Linked DNA regions of Zea mays: region 2 is linked to region 1. A link is a contact called in public Hi-C data. All regions are on one chromosome and are shown on one strand. Each heading gives the region's core, a stretch centred on a gene start, on an enhancer-like site or on the middle of the called end of the contact. The rest is flanking DNA. Distances are from core to core; before and after follow the strand shown.

Region 1 (6,052 bases), core at 2,336-4,835:
AAAGAGGAGTCCCTTGTTGACGGTGATGTTAGCGGCATCCTCGTCGGAGGAGGAGTCGGCGGAGCTCTCGTCGGAGTCCCATTCCCGACACACGTGGGCATCGCCGCCCTTCTTCTTGTAGTATCTCTTCTCCTTCTTCCCCCTCTTGTCGTCGCCCCTGTCAGTATCACTTGAAAATGGACATTTAGCAATAAAATGACCAGACTTACCACATTTGTAACACACCCTCTTGGAGCGGGGTTTATAGTCCTCCCCCCTCCTTTGCTTGAGGATTTGGCGGAAGCTCTTGATGATGAGCGCTATTTCCTCGTTGTCAAGCTTGGAGGCATCGATTGGAAGCCTACTTGATGTAGACTCCTCTTTCTTCTCTTCTGTCGCCTTGAATGCGACAGGTTGCACCTCGGGTGTGGAGGTGGCACCTTGCTCCAAGTTGACGATGTGTTTGGAGTCTTTGATCATTAGTTTGTATCTAGGATACCCACGAATTAAATGCACTTGAGTGGGATTGCGAAAAACAAGGGATCTTAGAATAACCTTGACCATCTCATGGTCATCCCATTTGGTGCTCCCGAGGTTGCGCACTTGATTGACCATCGCATTGAGCTGGTTGTACATGGCTTGCGACTCTTCTCCTTTGTTGAGGACGAATCAACTGAGCTCCCCCTCGATCGTCTCCCATTTGGTGATCTTGGTCACCTCGTCCCCTTCGTGCGCGGTCTTGAGCACGTCTCAAATTTCTTTGGCGCTCTTTAACCCTGGCACCTTGTTATACTCCTCTCGACACAAGGAGGCGAGGAGTATAGACGTGGCTTGGGAGTTAAAGTGCCTAATTTGGGCAGCTTAGTCCGAGTCATAGTATTTGTCCCCCACCTATGGTACCTGCGCTCCAAATTCAACTATATCCCAAATGCTTTCGTGGAGTGAGGTTAGGTGATGCCTCATTTTATCATTCCACATACAATAATCTTCACCGTCAAAATATGGTGGTTTTCCTAAGGGAACGGAAAGTAAAGGAGCACACTTTGAAATACAGGGATAACGAAGTGACATCTTACTATACTTCTTGCGCTCATGGTGCTTAGAAGCGATGGATGAGTTGGAGCTTGATGAAGTGGAAGGTGACGACAAGTCGGTCTCGTAGTAGACCACCTTCTTCATCTTCTTCTTCTTGTCGCCCTTTCGATGCGTCTTGTTGGAGGAAGAGGATTCCTTCTTATGCTTGTGGCCGGACTCCCTTGAAAGGGTTCTCCCCGAGCTTGCGGGCTTGTCGCCGGTCACGATCTCCCTCTTGGCATGATCTCCCGACATCACTTCGAGTTGTTAGAATCTAATGAAGCACCGGGCTCTGATACCAATTGAAAGTTGCCTAGAGGGGGGTGAATAGGCGTAATATGAAATTTACAACTTTAAAATCACACTACAAGTTGGGGTTAGCGTTAGTACTTAAATCAAGTCCAGGAGAGAGGGGAAAACAAATCAAATGGAAATCAAGCGAATGAACATGGTGATTTGTTTTACCGAGTTTCGGTTCCAAAGAACCTAATCCCCATTGAGGTGGTCACAAAGACCGGGTCTCTTTCAACCCTTTCCCTCTCTCAAACGGTCACCTAGACAGAGTGAGCTTTCTCCTTAATCAAACGGGTCACTTAGACCCCGCAAGGACCACCACACACTTAGGTGTCTCTTGCTTTGATTACAAGTCACTTTGGAACTAGAATTAAGAGGGAAGAAAGCGATCCAAGCAACAAGAGCGCAAATGAACATGAACACACACTCTCTCAAGTCACTAGGTGGTTGGAATGAATTTGGGACTTGAAGAGGCTTTGATCTTTTGATTTGTGTCTAGGAGTGAATGCACTAGCTCTTATATTGAATGAAAACTTCAGAAGACTTGGATGCTTGGAGTTGTGGTGGTTGGGGGGTATTTATAGCCCTTAACCACCAAGAAGCCGTTGGGGAAGGCTGCTGGTCCGGTGCACCACCGGACTGGTCCTGTTCACTATCCGGTGCGCCGCCACGTCACCCAACCACTAGGATTCGGGAGCAGTCGACCGTTGGCACCGTTGTCTTCTTGTGTCACCGGACAGTCCGGTGCCACACCGGACAGGTACTGTTCACTGTGCGGTGCGCCTTTGACTCTGCGGCTCTGACTCTGCGCGCACTGTTCCTCTGTCAGCCCCTTTTGCAGTCGACCGTTGCGCGAGTTAGCCGTTGCTCCTCTGGCACACCGCACAGTCCGGTGAATTATAGCGGAGCGCGCATGCTGAAACCCGAGGGTGGCTGGTTCAACCCTGTATGGCCCTGGTGCACCGGACACTGTCCAGTAGCACACCGGACAGTCCGGTGTGCCAGACCAGAGCACTCTTGGTTTCTTTTGCTCCTTTGAATTTGATCCGTAACTTGAATATTTATTGGTTTGTGTTGAACCTTTTTGCACCTGTAGAACATGTATTCTAGAGCAAACTAGTTAGTCCATATATTTGTGTTGGGCATTCAACCACCAAAATTAATTGTGGGAAAAGGTTAACCCTATTTCCCTTTCACTCTCTCCCATCATGCCTTCACCTCCGCGCCACCCCATTCTCGGCAGAGGGAGTAGGAGCATGCGCCTCCTTCTCGTATTCGTCCGACACCAGCCCCGACACCGACTCGCGCAGTGGCTATTGCACGTCCACGAGGACGTTTCACATCATGTGTGCACCATCGTTTTCGCCGTTGTCGGACGTCCCGTTCGTCTTCCCGGCCTTCACGCTGTTCTTCCTCCCCAGCCTGCTGCCCCCGCCCACGGTCGCAGCCGCGAGCCGACCGACGCTCGTCGACACGGGTACGGTCATGCTCCTGGCCTTTCTCCGTGCGTGCCGTCGAGGAGGGCATGGTGACGCCTGCCACGCTTAGGTTATCTTGGCGATGAGGAGTCCAGGTCTGAATATTGGACAACCAAGGCCCGTAGCGTGGCAGCGGTCGGCATATGCTACGGAGTTGGTGGTGGTGTTGTGTCGCTTCGGCGAGTCTAAGGCTGGGAAAACACTTGCATTCTCTCGTCCTTCTCGGATTGACGTCTGGTGCGTGTGCCTCTCAGTTTGGAGCTGCTCCGGCTGGGGTTCTTCCTCCGCTTGCGTGCTCTCTCCCTATATATCTAGCGGTATACTATCTATGTCGACTCCAGATGTCCAGGTCTTCGTCGTGTCCTTCTTCGACAACGAACATGTATGTCCGCTTCTTTCCTTCCCCTCATGCTCTACGAAACCTTGGAAGTGGGAGAGACGAGGGATGGAGGTCTCTGATTTGCTGTCTATGGTACTCGTGCGTTCATAAAAAATATTATGCGAAGAGCGGAGACAATCAATAAAAAATCTTAAAATCTTTTTATAAATAATTTATATGGATATTGTTATGAGCCGTCGCAACGCACGGTTAACCGATTAGTTTATACTAATTTTTAACTTCTATAGCAATACATAAGCGTATATCTAGTCTTTTTTAAAATATTAAATTTATAGTAACAATTTAGATAACACTTTCGTCTCAATTGCCATCTATTCGTCTCCCACCCCACCCGCACCAAACCCCTAATCACCACACAACCAAAACCCAAACAACACGTGTCCTCCTACAATTGCCGACGTCGCCGTCGTCTTCGCCAGAGCAGCGCCAGCGGTAAGACATTCCGGCCCGCTCCCGCTCCTTCCCGTTGTCTCGTAAGCTGCGAGGAATCCCCAGCTCGTCTTGCCCCGGTTCGGCTTGTACTAGATCTCGCGTTCCGACGGGGCTTCCCGTTGTTTTTTTATCCTTGCTCCTGGATTTTATCAAAATTCGAGCTAGTTTGCTTAATCCGGCGCGCGCTCTGTTGTGGTTCCAGGTTGTTTTGTATCTCCTCGTCGGACCCAGCGTTCCAGTCGAGCATGGCTTCGATTCCGCCTCCGTCTTCCTCCGTCGCTGCCCTCACCCGCCAACCGTAAGAAGCCCTTGCTTGCGCGCCCTTGCTGGTTCGCATGTTTGCGCCGGCTCGGTTTGTTCTTGAGGAAACAGGACGGAGGGTTTGCTCCTACTGGCATTTGTTTCTGGCTCGGTTTGTTGATCGTCTTTGATTTGGTCTGCTTTGGAACACAAAAACCGCAACCAAAGTGCACGTTTTTGTATGCCTGATATAATCTGTCTCAACCTGTGTGAACTAGTCAGTAAACTCAATAATTGGTGAAACGCAGGAGAACATAGGTACAGCGGGATACATTTTTTTTTCACTTGACAGTGATGTGAAAGAGTATCCTTGGGAGTCGGAACTCAACTAGAGATTTTTTTTGCGAGAATTCTAACGTTCATTCGTAAGGCTACACTCGTTTGGGTGTTTGAGAATGATTGTTGGTTTCTGATCGCCTGTTTGCTACAACGCAGGGCCCAGTTCTTGAAATGGTGCAGTGTATCCAAGGAGACAAAGGCATCGGTCTGCAGTTTCTTGGCTACAAATTCAAACAGCACTAGGGTGAAATCAGTGGGCTTGAGAGTAGCATTATCCTTCAAAAATGATGGTGGTTATCCAGCTGACGGTTTCTCTGGGAATGGCAACACGCTATTGCCAAAAAGCACATCCGTTCGTGGCGAGGACCATCCGGTTGCTGATCCTGTACTCCCAATGGATTCAATGATGACGCCAGAAATCCTCTCTGCTAATTTGGCACTTGTTATGGACAAGTTCTCAGATGATGACACAGATACTGAACTTGATTTGGATAGCCCGACAGAGGGCTTCGCGTCGATTCCAGATGCCATTGAGGACGTACGGCAAGGAAAAGTTAGTACATCTTTAAATGTTCTTATGATATCTATTACTTCCATCTTAAAAAAAAACTCAGCCCGGGAATGAAAGACCACCCTCCTAGTATTATATTAAGAAGAGACCGAAACATGGTCTCGGTCAAAAAAAAAATCCTCAAACCCTGACCCCATCAGTAGCGGGCTATCACCGCCCACTCTGCAACGGGTCAGCCAGTGGGTGGCACGCGGGACGTAACCTAGGAGCGGGCAGGATACAACGAGGCGATTTTTTTAACCAAGTCAGAAATTCGTCCCAGATGGGATCGAACACGGGATCTAAACGTGCTACTCGTAAGCCTTAACCATTATGCTAGAGTCCCTTTCACTCTATTACTTCCATCTCATCTATTGTCTGCTAACATTGTTTTATACTTGAAGCTTGTGATTGTTGTTGATGACGAATCAAGGGAAAATGAAGGAGATCTGATAATGGCTGCCTCCTTGGTTACCCCAGAGGCGATGGCTTTTATAGTAAGGCATGGAACAGGAATTGTTTGTGTCAGCATGAAAGAAGATGATCTGGAAAGACTGAGCCTTCCTTTGATGGTTACCACAAAAGAAAACGAGGAGAAGCTATGCACTGCTTTTACTGTTACAGTGGTATGATATTATCATTATTATTCTCCTGCCACCACTTTTGTATTAGCTATTGATGTTGATATGGTAATCTTTTGTTGTTTCTTGTCAGAAGTATGTACATTAGTATTGTTGTCTTTACGACTGGCTTCCTTATCAAATATAAATAGCTCATATACAGGAGCTGTTGCTGTTTATTACATGCTGAAATACTCAATGCTTGATATTTTTTTGAGACACTATGTGGTGATTCCTTCCTAGACCCCACTCATGTGGGAGCCGCCAGCACTGGGTCTGACCTACATACTCAATGTGGTGACTGAGTGATTCTTGTTCATACTGATATTTTTTATTAAGTTTTGGTATGTGATTTTGTTGTCTTGGAATCTGTTTTTCCTCTAAAGGGAAAAAACTTCTTTCTTTGCTGCTCCTCCTACTTTCCTTCTGTGGCAATGAGTTTGAGATAATTCTATACTGTTCTTTTTGGACAATGTGCTGTTTACTGTTCTGTCAGTCTGTCTCATGATTAGTTTGCTCTTTCTTTACTGTTCTGTCTCATGATTAGTTTGCCCTTTCTTTTCTGTTCCATTGAGATAATGACTTTGCAACGCTTACATTCTATTGAATATTAAAAATGAGCTAAGTTTCTGTTGTTTTTATGTTT
Region 2 (6,052 bases), core at 1,058-3,557, 310 kb before region 1:
GAATCAAACCAGACCACGGATGTATGGCCTTCTCTCGGAGCAATACAACGTGCACAAGTCCAACTGCTTTTCTACAGTCTACACAAGCCCAACTGCTGGCACAGCAGGCAGCACCCGGCGGCAGCTGAAATCATGATAGCGACACCCGGATTTATTGCTTACAGCTAGAAACAACAGCAGATCTGACAGCTTACCCGACCTCTAACTGCTGATCATTGTGGGGTAGTGATCCGTACAGTAATTATGGCCGCTCAAACCGCGCGTATCTGTAACTGCTGATCAACGCTGTTCCAGTGCGTGGCACTACTCAAGTGCACTGATGACACCTAAACCAAAAAGAAGGGAAAAGTTCGAGTAATCGACACGCGTAACTAAAACCGTCACCACAACACACTGATCCTTCCAACTCCCTGCTACATCAATCTGCACTGCTGTACTGCCTACTTTTCCCTTGTCCTGCAACTGCAAGAAACCATCGTCGACCTCGCGATCGAACATCTACTGTCAGGCCCTGTCAGGGTTCTACGTGCATAGGCAGGCATCTAGTAGTGGTCATGCAGCACCGGCGCGAGGTTCGGGCTCCTCCTCCTCCTGAAGAGATCTCCGACCTTGCGCAGGATCGACCGCCTCTTGATCTTGTGCTCCGTGGCGTCGTCGCAGGGCTGCCCCACGTCCAGGTGGTCGAACTCGTAGCCGTAGTCGTCCATGGCCGCCGCGGCCGCCGCCGCCGACTTGAGCTCCGCGATGTTGCTCAGCGACGCGAACATCCGGTCCTTCCGTCCCGGGACCAGCCGCCCGGATCCCAGGAACATTCCGGAGCTCACCAGCTTGCCCTGCGCGTCTTCGCGTCTCCACTTCTCCACAAGCGGAATCTCCCGCTCTTTCGCCGCGAGCTGGCCCTGGAGCTCCTCGGCGCGCGCCCTGGCCGCGGCCTCGCTGGCCCTGAGGCCCTCGTTGTCCCGTCGCAGGGCCTCCAGGGCGCGCTCTTTCTCCGCGACGGCCTCCTGCAGGCCGGCGTTGTCGGCGCCGGCGGCCTCGAGCGCCTCGGCGGCCGCGTTGGCCTCCTCGACCGCCTGCTCCAGCGCGCGGCGCAGGCCGGCGTTGTCCCTCCGCGCGGCGGCGGCGTCCTCCTCGGCGGCGCGCGCGCGCGCCACAAGTGCCTTCTCCCTGGCGCGCCACCCGGCCGCGGCGTCCTTCCAGTTGGACGTGAGCGCGCCGACCTGCTCGGTGGCAGACCACAGCTCCGCCTCGGCGCCCTGGAGCAGGCCCCGGAGCCTGTCGGCCTCGGCGTTGCTGGCCTCCACCTCGGCCTGCGCGCCGGAGAGCCACGCCTTGACCTGCTTCGCCTCCACGGTGACCGCGGACAGCGCCGCGGCGAGCTCGTCGGCCGCCTTCCGGCTCCGCTCCTCGGCCTGCTGCGCCGCGCGGAGCTTGGCCCTCAGCCCGTTGATCTCCTCGTCGACGCCGCCGAACATGAGGTCCATGACGCTCCACTGCTGCGCCTGCACGGCCGGCTCAGCAGCGGCGCCGCCCTCGCCCTGCTGCTGCTGCTGCTGACGCAGCGTGGCGACCTCGAGCGAGGCCTCCTCGAGCGCGATCTTGGCCTGCTCCAGCTCCTTGGTCTGCTGGACCAGCGACTCCAGCATCTTCATCTCCCTCTGCTTCGCCGACGCCACCTCCCGCTCCAGGAGCCGCACACGCTCCTTGGTGGCGCTTCCGTCGCTCACCCGCGGCGGCTCCTCCATGTCCGTCCGCAGCAGCGGCGGCCGGACGCCATTTTCCGGCTGCGCCATCACCTCCTGGTCCGTCGCGCTGCCGTTGGCGTCGCCACCGTCCTGACCCTGCTGCGATGAGTCCGTCACGTCGACACGTTTACAGCTACTACTGTGCACTCTGTTCTTGTCTAAATAGTAACATAGACGGAGAGGTAGGCACCTGGACCTGGGAGACGAACGTGGACGTGGTGGACCTGCTGCGCTCGTGCCGAGGCTTCATCTGCCTGGGAGACAGAGGCGGAGTAGTGGTCCACGGCCCGGACCCCCAGGACCTGGATCTGAGAAGTCGTCAACAATTCAGGAAGACGGCTGCATCGGCTGGTCCGTCGCAGTTCGCAGAGCAAGTGCGGCGGCGTCCACAGCCTGCCCTGCCCTGCCCCGCTGCGGAGCTGCCCGTGCCGGAAAGCGCAATAAAACGGAGCCGTTCATTTTATAGGGATGGCAACTGACAGTGGCATGAGAGTGAGTTGAGATTACATAAACAGAATTGAGCTGTGCAGCTCGGGGGTTTGGGAGCAGGTGAGGTTGAGAAAGAGACGCAGGCTTCTACCTCCACCCTTCGCGTTGCCTACGTACTAGTACTTGCGAGTGATCGCAGGCCCACCGCCCACCGTCGGACTGTTGTTTTTTCTTATTTCTATCTTTTGATTTGGTCACAAGAGCATTACAGGGATTACGAAGGAAATAAACTAATTTTTCTCTCAATCCACTCGAATTTCCCGTAATCTCTGGATACCAAATCAACTCTACAAATATAATTTCTACTGAATGGTATGCGCGCGTGATCCAATGGTGTATATGAACACCTTCTCCTTTGCACTCTCGCATTACTATGGCCGTTGAAAATACGCATTTTCATATATACGGCTTCGGCCGAAAATAGCCATGTGATGTGCACTTTGATAGGTAAATCAGTTTAAGTTGTTTCTAGCAGTATTTTCTATTTTTCTTCTTTATATATTCAGTTCTTATAAATACTTTTAAAATATTCTCTCATCTATATCTTATTTCTCTTCAACATTACCATCTATATCTCATTCTCTATATGTCAAAGACTCATATTAGAGACGTATTTTGCACTAGTTTTTTTGTACGTACGTATTTATCATACTCTCAAATATCTTATGCATATTTTAGTTCTGCTTAATCTATTGGCTAAAGTATAAAATATATAGAGTAGATGAGAGAGAGTCTCTATGTACACGTATATAAAATGAAGGAGTGTCCTCTATATATTTACGGGAGACTTTAGATGACATAATTAGAAACTATAGAGAAGAGGATCTTATCTATATTTAGGGCACATTGACATATAATGTCTCCCATTGGAAACAATCTTACTAGGATATTGTGGTACTATAGTGAACAAGATGGACAAATTATCTCCTTATCAAGAACCTTAGGGCCTGTTTGGTTCGCAACTAATTGTGGCACACTTTGTCTAAGGTTAGTCACCTAAATTGAAGAACCAACCATAGCCAGAAAAAGTTAGACAAAGTGTGACAAGTTAGGCAGCAAACCAAACAGACCCTTCACTCGTCTATAAGTGAGAGCCATTCCCAACAATCACCATATATATGGAGAATTTTTTATCGGTCATAATAGTTTTGTCAGCCACAATAATTCTTGTAGGTTATAATATCCCACAAAAGGTAATTGTTTTTTATCGAGAAGGTTTAGCCAACGAAAATAAATCAATTTCTATCGGCCTAAACAACATAGCAAATGGAAAATTACTTTATTCTCATCAACTTCCTATACAACCATCGAAAATAAGCAATCTTCATCGATTGTACTAGACAGACTTACAAAATTACTGATGTCAGCACCCGAAAAAGGTCGTACTCTCATATACTAACAATACACTTTTCAAAAAGATCCCATTAGTAAGAGAAAACTTAAATAAGGCTCGACTGGCACCAGCCACATGTCCCTGAGGCCCTACATACCGAGGGGCATGCCTGACTCTGACTAAGTCTAGGTCTCCCTATGCCAGGGACCAGGTCTCGAGACCCTCTCATCCTCTGGCGACCTGTACATTGGGGGCAATTTAGGGCCCTATCAGTATTCAGGATCCTCCCGGTCTCCTGAGGTACTTCAGGTGAGTAGCTAACATCACTACTTGCCCAAGTATAGGGCCCCTAGAAGACCTATATATAACTAGATATTAGGCATCCTCCAAGATGCCCTTGAGGTGAGCGAATTGGAAGACGGAGTCCTTGAGGCACAACGGAACCAAGCAGGAGATGCATCCTATTGCAGGATGGTATTGGGTGGTATGACCTCGGTACCAAGTGCGCCTCTACTTAGGATGGGGACATGGCACTAGGTAGTCAATATAAGGCTTTCGTCCATCACATTAAATGTCATGGGTGACATTGCAGTCAAGTAGGTGCACCATGGCCACTCCAACGTTAGTAGCTGTACTCACAATCCCTATGCAATACGTGTCACCATCCATGTTGCCATAGGATTAGGTTGTAGGCATACCCAAGGCCACTATGCAGTGTGTACCATTGTCCTGGTTGCCACACCTAAACATACTAACATTTCTATAAGCATTATCATGTGTCATTTACCAACTATGTTGGGCCAAATGGGGTGGCTTCAATACTTGTGAACTTCATGTCTGAGACAAGATAGGAGAAGTTAAGCCTATGTTGGGCAGGGCCTGCTATCCACTAGGCATATATAACTCTCTCCTTGAAGAGAAGCATATGACCAAGCAACACAAGCCAATCATGTGCACTTGTGTACCCATTGTGGTGCTAGGGTTCTGCCTTTAAGGTTGTACCCTAGGTTTTGAAGCCATAATGTGGGGATCCGCCTCTTTAGCCATTGCCTCAAGAGCCATGCCATTGGATCCACTAGTAGTACGTCACTAAAAGTTCCCTTTAAGGGGAACACAAATCTGAATGTCACTCTAGAGGGGGGGGGTTCAGCGAAGCCTGAAATGCTTGCTTACATCCACGTTGGTGTTAGCCAACCCGGCTTTGAATCTATTTCAACTCCTTCCTCTGTTTGCTTAGATTCACCACTAGGTGACGGACCAGTCTTCCACTATTGTCGATGATGGTTACAACAGATCAACGGTTGTTTACAATCCTTGAGAACACTCCGGCTGAGTAACACTTCTCGCTTGATCAAGATCTTGCTAGCTCTATCTCCCAGTAGCACTTCTTCTCTCTCTCTTTTGGCTTATAACTGCGCCAACACTAGATTTAGAGAGAAATACATAAGAGAGGGAGTACAGAATGATTCTACACTTTGTGGGCTATTTAGATGTGCTTAGGGTACTGAAATAGGACGTCTTGGGGTCCTTTTATAGCCCAAAGAGCCTCCATAGTTGTTTCCCCTTTCTTCAACAACTTGCTAAAAATCTGCTTGTTGTAGGGGTACCGGACCAGTCAGGTGTGCCACTGGACCAGGTTCCTTAACCCTAGTCTGGGATCTGATTGAAGCCTTTCCATAACTGTCGGGCATCAGACCGATCTGGTGGACCTCCTGATTGGGTGCCACATCAGCTAGCCATTAGCCAGCACACGCTCGCGCGAAGTAGCCATTGGAGGATGGTCAAGTGCACCACCAGACCGGTACTATAGACGGTACAGTAAATTTTCTAATAAAGTTCCCGAGACCTCAAAGTTCGGCTATGCTGGTAGTCCGGTGCACACAGACCAAGTCCAGTGCACCAGGCTTCCCGAATCCTCCTACTAGCCCCATTGCTTAGTCAGTCGGTGCGCCACCGAACCTTTCATGTAGACGGTTTGGTGCACCCAAACTGTCTACACTAAGGCCTTTTCTCCATTTATTTCTTCATTTGACTTCAACTCTTTGGAGGACTTTCCTGTTGGTCACTTGTTCTCAAATGCTATGAATCAAGAATAAGACAACACAATTGTTAAAGATTAAGGATCTTCGTCTTTCAAAGTATTATTTCCACATGGAGATAACAACCATTAGACGAAGATCAAGAGAGATTTGCCTTCATTATTTAATATATGAATAAGAAACCGAAGGGACAAAGATGAAGACTAGATCTTATTAATTCATTTATATTTGTATTCCATAAAACATAAATGAATATTCATTGGCATTAATATTACATTGATACCTTCGGCTTGCTCGAAGGCGTGAATGCAGGAGAGCGATAACAAATCAGCGTGAACAGTACGGTGGTACTGTTCATCTATTTATAGGCACGGGACACAGCCTAGGTGAAATTATACATATATCCTTGACACTCGTCTATTTTTATAATACAAAACATCAGGGAC

What was found. Hi-C and Micro-C count contacts between places; a contact is called where the count stands out from the background.
Region 2: a contact with region 1 is called in a Hi-C map of leaf, with 7 times the contacts expected there. The contact joins the promoter of LOC103653665 here to the promoter of LOC100383821 in region 1. A contact is called at or near these places in 4 of 25 Hi-C or Micro-C datasets (bundle sheath, ear and leaf).

What each region holds. Positions count from the first base shown.
Region 1 is chr4:128,250,524-128,256,575 of Zm-B73-REFERENCE-NAM-5.0, reverse strand. LOC100383821 (Bifunctional riboflavin biosynthesis protein RIBA 1 chloroplastic) reads left to right here and starts at 3,585. Exons shown (of 8, transcript NM_001319060.1): 1 at 3,585-3,657; 2 at 3,860-3,955; 3 at 4,393-4,789; 4 at 5,191-5,412. The coding sequence starts at 3,903.
Region 2 is chr4:128,561,258-128,567,309 of Zm-B73-REFERENCE-NAM-5.0, reverse strand. It overlaps LOC103653665, which reads right to left and starts at 2,307. Exons shown (of 2, transcript XM_008680497.4): 1 at 1,942-2,307; 2 at 1-1,841. The coding sequence starts at 1,995. The coding sequence ends at 543.